Linked DNA regions of Mus musculus: region 2 is linked to region 1. A link is a contact called in public HiChIP or PLAC-seq data. All regions are on one chromosome and are shown on one strand. The core of a region is the stretch at or near the end of the contact, and the rest is flanking DNA. Distances in the headings are between cores, read along the strand shown. Region 1 holds the start of Pvt1 (Pvt1 oncogene). Region 2 has its middle 110 kb from the start of 4930449C09Rik.

Region 1 (4,149 bases), core at 1,258-3,757:
GTACAAACTAGTCTGGCTTTGAACCCAGACATCTACCTACCTCTGCTTCCCAAGTTCTGGGATTAAAGGCATGAAGCTTTACAACCTCCATTTTGTAACATAATAAAAATAAGTTTTCTTTAAGAAAAAAGAACAAAGAAACAAAGCTGGTCTTTAATCCCAGCACTTGGGAGGCAGAGACAGGCAGATATCTGAGTTCCAGGTCAGCCTGGTCTACAAAGTGAGTTCCAGGACAGCTAGAGCTACACAGAGAAACCTGTCTCGAAAAACAAAAAACAAAAAACAAAAAACAAAAAACAAAAAACAAAAAAAAAAAAACAAAAGGAAAAGATAAAATTAGAAACATATATTATAATGTTTGTTTTAGATAGTAGTGCTATTAAAAATACTTTCTTCTGTGAAATTTTGCTGGAATATTTTCTTTCTTTCTTTCTTTTTCTTTTTTTTTCTTTCTTTCTTTTCTTTTTTCTTTTTTTCTTTTTTTTTTTTTTTTGACAGGGTTTCTCTGTATAGCCCTGGCTGTCCTGGAACTCATTTTGTAGACCAGGCTGGCCTGGACCTCAGAAATCCACCTGTCTCTGTCTCCCAAGTGCTGGGATTAAAGGTGTGGGCCACCATGCCCGGCACTGGAAAAATTTTTAAACATCCCATAAAAGGAAGCCCCACTCCCCAAAGTAACAACCTGGACAGAAAGCCTTCGAAGAGAATGCTTTAAAAAATGTGGTAAGAATGCTGAAGTGTAGCTCTCCACAACTTATGGCTTCTGGAGGGGGTCGGGTAGGTGGGGAAGGAATCAGTTTTCTTTAAGGAGCTGGCTGGTCCCTAGGAGTGTGGCCATACTCCAGTGGCTCTATGACTTTCCAGTGGTGGTGGTGGTGGTGGTGGTGGTAGGGATGTTCACAAAGGTGGGGAGGACTGACATGGGAGGATCGGGATAAGAGTGCTATTAGAGTGTATTATGTGAAATTCCCAAATGATATTTTTATATTATATCGGGGGAAAATATTAGCCTAAAATTAGCGCAGCAAAATTTAGTCCCAGGGAAGGGCAAACTGGGTCGAGACTAAAGCTGAATGAACCTGGGTGAAGGTCTTCAGCCGTTGGGAGGTCTAGTGTACAGGACTAACTGGAAGGAGCAGGTGGCATCTTCAGGGATTTGTTACTGAAGTTGTCTTTAAAACTGGGCCTCTGAGAGCCTGTGGTTGCTTCTCCCCAAGGTCGCAGCAGGTGGTTTGGGAAATGTCTGACACATCGAAAGCACATACAGACATAGAATTCAGAACCCTCTTCACTCTCTAGCACAAGAAGGAGATAATCTGAAGGAGATAATCGGAAGATCTGTTCGGTCACTCTCAGGGTGGAAACCAACCACACACAGCGCGATTATCCGTGCATATCGCACTGGCACACACGAGTATGGTAAATTTTCTCTTCAACAGAGACATCTTCATGTGGCTAAGAAGTAATGAAAGTGAAGACATTGAAGGGGGAACGTAGAGGGAGGGAGGAGATAAAGACTCTCTGAGAGATTGAAATAAAGTGAGGTATAGTGTGCTGAGAGAAGAGTGGACCCGCGTTACTTTCCGCGATCCTGGTATCACCTAGTTATGCAACCCGCTTTCCACAGGACTCCGGTTTCCCTCTAGGATCTGAGTCTACCTCATCTTTCATTCCCCTTTCTGGTTGTAGCACGTTGCCGCGCTTGACTAAATGGTACTAGAGACGTGCACCTGTTCGGTGCTGGATTGAATACAGCGAAAAGAATATCGTGGTATACGCGTGCCTTTCACACCAGCCTTCGTTCTTTGCAGAGGCTTTTGCACATTTGAGAGGTTAGTGTAATACCCTGTACGGACCAAGAATGGAGGATGCTGCAGACAGGTGGTCCTCTCTCAGCTAGAGTTTGCTTAGTACGTCCTTCTCTCCAGAACCACAGATGATGGATGGTACCCAGGACTGCTCTCAGATGAGAGTTCTGAAATAGAACAGATTCGGGGGGGTCTTCTGTAGGAACTACTGACCTATTTTCTGAGCAGTTTGGTCCTTTTAATTCACTGGAGTCTCCTTCCCTATCCGAAAAGTGGGAAGACTGCTAAGCTTCAAGGTGAAGGGGGATGGGATGTCTACCTTAAAAAGGAATAGTGTGGGGGAGGGGAGGGTGGGGAGGGGAGGTGGGAAAGCTAGTTGACCTCGCCTGGGCATAGCCCCAGGCTGTGTGGGACCTATGTAGGACCTAGGTTTGAGTGCAGCTAGAACCTCCCAGCCCAGGACTGACAGAGTGTGCTCTCTACTAGGGCCATCTGGGCATTAAGCAGCCTCAGTGGCACGCCACCTCCATGCGGTTCTCCTCTCAGGCTTGATGCCCCTTCATTGCCTAGGGCAGCAGGCAGAGGGGCGAGCTGGATCCCTCAGGTCAGAAACCTCCAGACACCAGGAGATCGGGGACACACGCGGCCTGCCCGGTGGCGCGCGCTTCTCCCCCTCCCCCGCGGCCGGGAGCGAGCCGCCGTGACGTCACGGGCCACCCGCCAGCCCCGCGCTCTACCAGGCAGAGCGCGTGTGGCCGCCGAGCACATGGACCCACTGGTCAAGCGGGCTCGGCAAGGCCAGGATGAAGAGAAGCTACGAACTTAGCATTCCCAGAGCCCCCCGAGTGGATATCCGCGTGGAAAGGATGTTGGCAGCCCCGGTGACCTCGGAGTCACGGCTGGATCCACCCTCTTGTAAGTTCCAAGTTTATCCCCTGGAAACTCTGGAGCCCAGGGATGCAGAGTCTGGATAGAGGAAAGTGGCTTTTGCATTCCCACGAGCGCGTGTTAACCTTGCACTTTTCCTCATCACTAGACTCGAGATTGCCAGAGAGTTTGGGTGTGGGTGAGAAGTGTGGGTGCGAGGGAGATTTCCCAGGATGGCCTCTACATAGAGGTAATTCTGGATTTATGCACTTGATCAAGAGCCCATTTCCTCAGGTCTAAAAGAGAGAGACGCCCCCTGCAATCAGCGCAGATTTGGGGCCGCTGATGTGGTTTGGAGGCCTCATTTACGAAACTGGAAGTCTGAGTCTAGTCTAGTGATGCTCCCTCCATCCTTGGCCAGCCCTCCTCCGAGACACCCCCTCGGGGCAGAAAGAAGGTGATCTCCTAAAACTCCCTGTGTCAGGAAACTTTCTGTGCTTTTGTATTGCGTTCCTGTGTTCGTGGAAGGCCCCCACGCCTTCATCCTTGCTAATTCTTTTTGGATAGCTTGTTGCTTTAACTAGATTGGCCCTTTCTTGGCTAGTATTTTCTGCTGTACCTATGAGTGGTGTGGGAGAACTGTGCAGACTTCCAGGAAGCGCAGCCATGAAGCTACATGTGCCTATGTGTAGACACATCATGGATTTTCTTACTAGTTTACTAGTGGGTGATAATCTGTCCTTTTGAGCTCTCCAGAACGTTCTAGAAGCTTAAGGAGAGAAATCACTTAAGAGAGTATAGGGAGAAGTGAGGTTTTTGTTTCCTTTCTGCTCTTGTGTTTTTAAGGGGTTGTTGTCATTTGACCTAGAGAAAGCCAAATGTGTGTGTGTGTGTGTGTGTGTGTGTGTGTGTGTGTGTGTGTGCCTGCCTGCTTGCCTGTCTGTCTGTCTGTTTGTCTGTCTGTGTGTCTGTGTGTTGGGGAGGGCTAAGGATGCAGGTCTCTGTTGAAGTGCATGTGGTAGGATGTTGCAGGCCTGTTTTGCATATGGGCAGTGACAAGTTTGGGCTTGTTCACTTGCACAGTCCTATGGTCATAGCTAGTCCTTCTTAAAGCTCTAGCCAGTGGGAAAGCGTTTGTGTTTCTATCCTTGGAGCTCCAAGTGGGACTTCTTAAAAGATTTAGAAGGAGCAAAGCTGTCAGGAAATCAGAAACGTCACATGGACTCCATGACTGGGAAAAACCTCGTGGTGGCCTGCTCTCAGTGCTTGGATGTGTGCTAGTTACATCTCGGAGGTGAGGATGTGCCTTACGGTTATTTGAACTCAACTAGGTTCATGATGGATCTGGTGAGACATTAAGGCTGGTTTAAGACATTGTGGGCTATTGTGCTGGGACCCCCACCCCACTCTGTTAGGGAGTGACTGTATGGGACTGCCTTGTTGTTTTGCCTGGTTAAGGGTGGCTGTTTCTTGC
Region 2 (4,149 bases), core at 564-3,063, 1.6 Mb after region 1:
TAGCAAGTGTGAATTCTGAATGAGCTGTGGTTAGGCATCAAGGAGACAGTGATGCCATGATATTCACAGCCACTGTCCTCATGCATCTTACATAGTTAGGAGACTATGAGAAATGCCCCAAAATGGCACCCCTGAGTAGACATTGAGGATTAAGTAATAACAAACTGAAAGTGAATTTGCAGTTGCCTTTCTACTCATTCTCTGTGTGGTCACTGCACCTTTGGTACCCTTTTCTTAGAGCTTCCCTCACTCAATGTATTCTTTTCCATCTTTTTTTAAATTTTGTTAAGTTTTGATATAAAAAAAAAAAACCTATCTATACACATGGACTTTCTGCTTCTGGAGGCCAGCGAAAAATTCTATCTATCTCATAATCTCCCACATTTTCTAGAGCCAAGAATCAAGATAGTAGATTTGGGTTGAAATTTTGGATAAATCAAAGGGTCAAATGTTTCATCAATCTGCCAGTCAATTTTAAGTATTACTGACAAAAGCATATCCATGAAGTCTTTCATTTGTAATGTGTGAGACTCTAAATGCAGTTAGTTGGTGATCAATGAAAATTTTAAAGTTACATGCTTCCGTCCAAGCACATCATTGCAAGTCATTTGTCATGTGTTGCACAAGGGATCTGTCAGAAGTGATGCAGAGTGTCGGTTAAGACAGACGGGCCTTTCCATAAATAACCATAAGATGCTTGTGGGTTCTGAGGCAGGGGCACATCTCCCACTAGCTGGAAGAATCAACGAGGCTAATCTTCACTGAAAACTGAAGTCTGGCTGCAGTTATTAGAAATAGCTCTCCTCCATGGAAGCTGGACTGGCAGGCAGGCAGGGAAGGATCCAAAGATTGTGTCACAGCTGAAAAGGAGCCTGCCAGAGAACATTCAGTTTCCAAATACATACATGAAGCATTGAGTAATAGCTTCGCTCTCCAACTTCATTTCAAATGAATCCAGTTTTAGACTCGAAGCCATAAAAGTTGCACCAAACCTTTTTGAACCTACACGCTCAGAGTGCTTTCCATCACTCCGTAAAACTTCAGCCAACTCACATTTTGAGCCCAACAGCACTCCCCAAGCCCTGAAATATTAGCCACCCCACACCACCCCACACTGGGAGGGGTCCATATTTCTACCTTTTTGTACACTAGTTAATGCAACCAAACATTGAGATATCATGAGCTCCTGTGACATGCCCAATGCTGAGCTATGCACTGGTTCCTAATGATCTCCTTTTCTTGGTATGAAGACATTATTAAATAGCTCCCTTCCAGCTGTCAGGATGTTGAGAGAAACATTGACTAAGTCACTTGGTTAGGGGAGCCCAAGTAAGGAGCAGTGTAACCAAGCATTCATTGCTTTCCCAACGCAATGGCAACAGTGCCTAACATAGACTTCGTAAAGGAGGGAGGATTGTCTGAGCTCATCGTTTCTGAAAGGTTAAGTACAGAGTGATTGTAAAAGGCATGGCAATGCCACACGTGGTAGCAAAACTCCACAGAGGTCTCTAGTATTTCAATGGCTAGGGGGAGCAAGGATCAGGAAAAATTAGGGATGCAGAATTAGTGGGACTCTCAGAGGCATACAGTTTACCTATTGCCCCTTTTGTAAAGCCTTCTGTTTTCTTTCATGCATTCCTATCTAAATTGTTACTTCTTTGAAGGAGGTTGTGGGTAGGAGTTGCACAGAAGCCTTTTATGACCCTCTTTCCCAACTGTGTGAGTCTGCAGTCATCGATACCGCTGCAAAAGTGGGTTTCTTGCCCTTTATAATCAGCAGCAGTGTGGATCCTGGACTTCGACATGGTTTCCAGCATACGCAGCACGTGCCATAGACCTCAGCCTGGTCTCTGGTGGCAGTGCAGACCACGGACAGGGCCCTCTGCCAAAGGGAACTCTTAAAAATTGTGATAGGGATGCTAAAATGTAGCTCTCCACAGTTGATGGCTTCTGGTGGGATCCAAGTGGGAAGGACTTGTTTTGGGTTTTTTGATGTTTTGTTTTGTTTTGTTTTGTTTTGTTTTGTTTTGTTTTGTTTTTTAAGGCCTGGCCCCTGGGAGTTTGACTGTGACACACTGAGTATACAACAAAAATTGGACTTTTTTTTTTTTTTGATGAAGGGGGTAGTCACAAGGGTGGGGGATGGACCTGGGAGCACTGAAAAGTGAGTGTGATCTGGGTGCATGATGTGAAATTCTCAATCAATAAAAATATTACTCTGGGACAAAAATAAAGGTCTCCCATTTTGAGACAATACATCCATTTTCCACCCTTAAAGAGTTTATGTTTTGTTCTCTCCTAAAAGAATGATGGCCTTAACAAAAAGATCCTTCAAGGCTGAGAAATGTATGTCACTTTACTGAGATCATTTTAGGATACAAATGGACTTTAACAATAATTTATCATTGTTCTGTATTACTTGGGAAGGAAACAAATGCTGAAGAGCAGGTTTTGTTTGTAGTTTTATAAAAATGCATGAGAAAGAGCTACTTTGTACAGTGAAATCTAGGTTTTCAAATGCCCCCAGAGGACTAAAGGAAATGGCTCCTTGGACCCTTATTACACCGAGAACTCGAAGCATCTCCAACAGAGAAGCACTGCTTCCAAATCCTTTAACTCCCTAGAGTTGAGCCTGGGGACCCTTTTCTCATTATCCAAATACAAGAAAGACCCTTTCTTATGTTTTTGAGTGAATGCATGTTGATTTTCTGCTACATGCAACATACCATTAAAACCAACAAGAAGTTGTCATATTTGTCACGTGAATACTCTCCCATCTTAAGCATTTCCTCTTTTAGGAAAAAGATAAATTCTACCATGATCTTTACCATGTTAACTCTGTTAAGTTCTTTCCAGGCACCTCCTTCAAGCAGTCCTCCCATCGACCATCAGAAATACACATCTTTAACTCTTAAGTGATAAAGACAGCGCTTAGAGAAAAGAATCAGCTCACATAAGCAAACAAGTAAGAAAGCTTAGACTGAAAACTGTCCAGATTTGCCTAGAGAAAATTCTGTGCCTTCTCCAGATAAACTCAGGGACCATGAGCACTCAATGCTGAGACAGTCTGTCATGATGCATGGAATAGAAGAGCAGAGTTGACAAAAAAATATAGTGACAGATTTTCATACAGAAAAAAAATGTGTTGTGGTTGTACACGCACAAAATCCCTCACATGGGAAGTAGGAGCAGGAGGATCAAGGAATTCAAGGTCAAACTCAGCACCATAGTGAGCTCAAGGGCAGCCTGGGCTATATAAAAACCTGCTAAAAGGAAAAGAAAAATAAAAGCAAATGTTCATGTATACACTCAGTCATTGTGTGAGTTTGTTTGAATGTAAGACCCATCACAAAGATTTTTTTTCTATCTCAAATATGAAATGTTAAAGGGGTTTTGGTTGCAAGGATCCTAAAAGAGTTCATCCCTGGGTGCTACAATGAGGAAGGAAGTCTAGGGACTGCCATCTCAGTGCGGTCATGAGTGCAGCTATGAGCAGAACTCTGGACTCTAACCTGCTTCAGCATTTCTCCAGAGTGTCTCATCCTAAAGATACAGTGCTATTTCTGTCTTACACTTGACATTTAGAGTCATCTTAGCTGGTCTGCTTATGATAAATTATGTAAAATAAAGCATTAAAAGTCAATCAGTATGTGATTATCCCAGGATGAACTCAAATGGAGAAAGAGGAGGGGGGGAGACATTTCTGGATAAAGCAACATCAGTATCCAGGGTCAAGAAGTAACTCCAGGCTAGTGTCTTCACAAAAAGGACGTCTATCAATATGCCTTGGACAGTCATCACAAAGGAAGAAGAGAAAGAATAAATTATTTCTAGCATCAGGCCACTGCTACTGTAGTAGCCACTAATGGTGACTGTGATATGATCCCCATTTCGGTGAACTTATAGTCTAATGGTTAAACTATAAAGGGAAAAAGGTCCAAATGCTATACAGTAAGTATTGTGATACGCATGAGTACACAGTGGTTTGAAAATCACAGAGAAGGGGTTTATAATCCATAGGAAGATAGCTGCTAAGCTGGCTTTCTGATGGTTGAAAAAGGCTGGAAAAAGACCAGTAAAGACCTAAGAACAAGAACCACATTAAACACATTAGGGCAGAAAGACGCCTTGGGGAATAATAGTGCCTGG

What was found. HiChIP or PLAC-seq counts read pairs in DNA pulled down with a chosen protein or histone mark.
Region 2: a contact with region 1 is called in an H3K4me3 HiChIP or PLAC-seq map of the SCID.adh cell line, with 11 read pairs. The contact joins the enhancer-like site here to the promoter of Pvt1 in region 1. A contact is called at or near these places in 1 of 39 promoter capture datasets (the SN4741 cell line), 1 of 15 datasets of contacts at CTCF or cohesin (large pre-B cells) and 5 of 115 datasets of contacts at active chromatin or transcription factors (the 230-238 cell line, the NIH/3T3 cell line, the SCID.adh cell line and 2 more).

Annotation. Positions count from the first base shown.
Region 1 is chr15:62,035,479-62,039,627 of GRCm38.p6, forward strand. It overlaps Pvt1 (Pvt1 oncogene), which reads left to right and starts at 2,508. Exons shown (of 5, transcript NR_132747.1): 1 at 2,508-2,723.
Region 2 is chr15:63,602,643-63,606,791 of GRCm38.p6, forward strand. No RefSeq gene overlaps it. Among named protein-coding and RNA genes, the nearest start is that of 4930449C09Rik, 110 kb to the right of the region's middle. Within about 2 kb of position 1,814, at least 22 of the 459 cell types and tissues checked have an H3K27ac peak or open chromatin away from gene starts, as enhancers often do. A contact at or near this core is called in the SCID.adh cell line and acute myeloid leukemia, where this site is marked.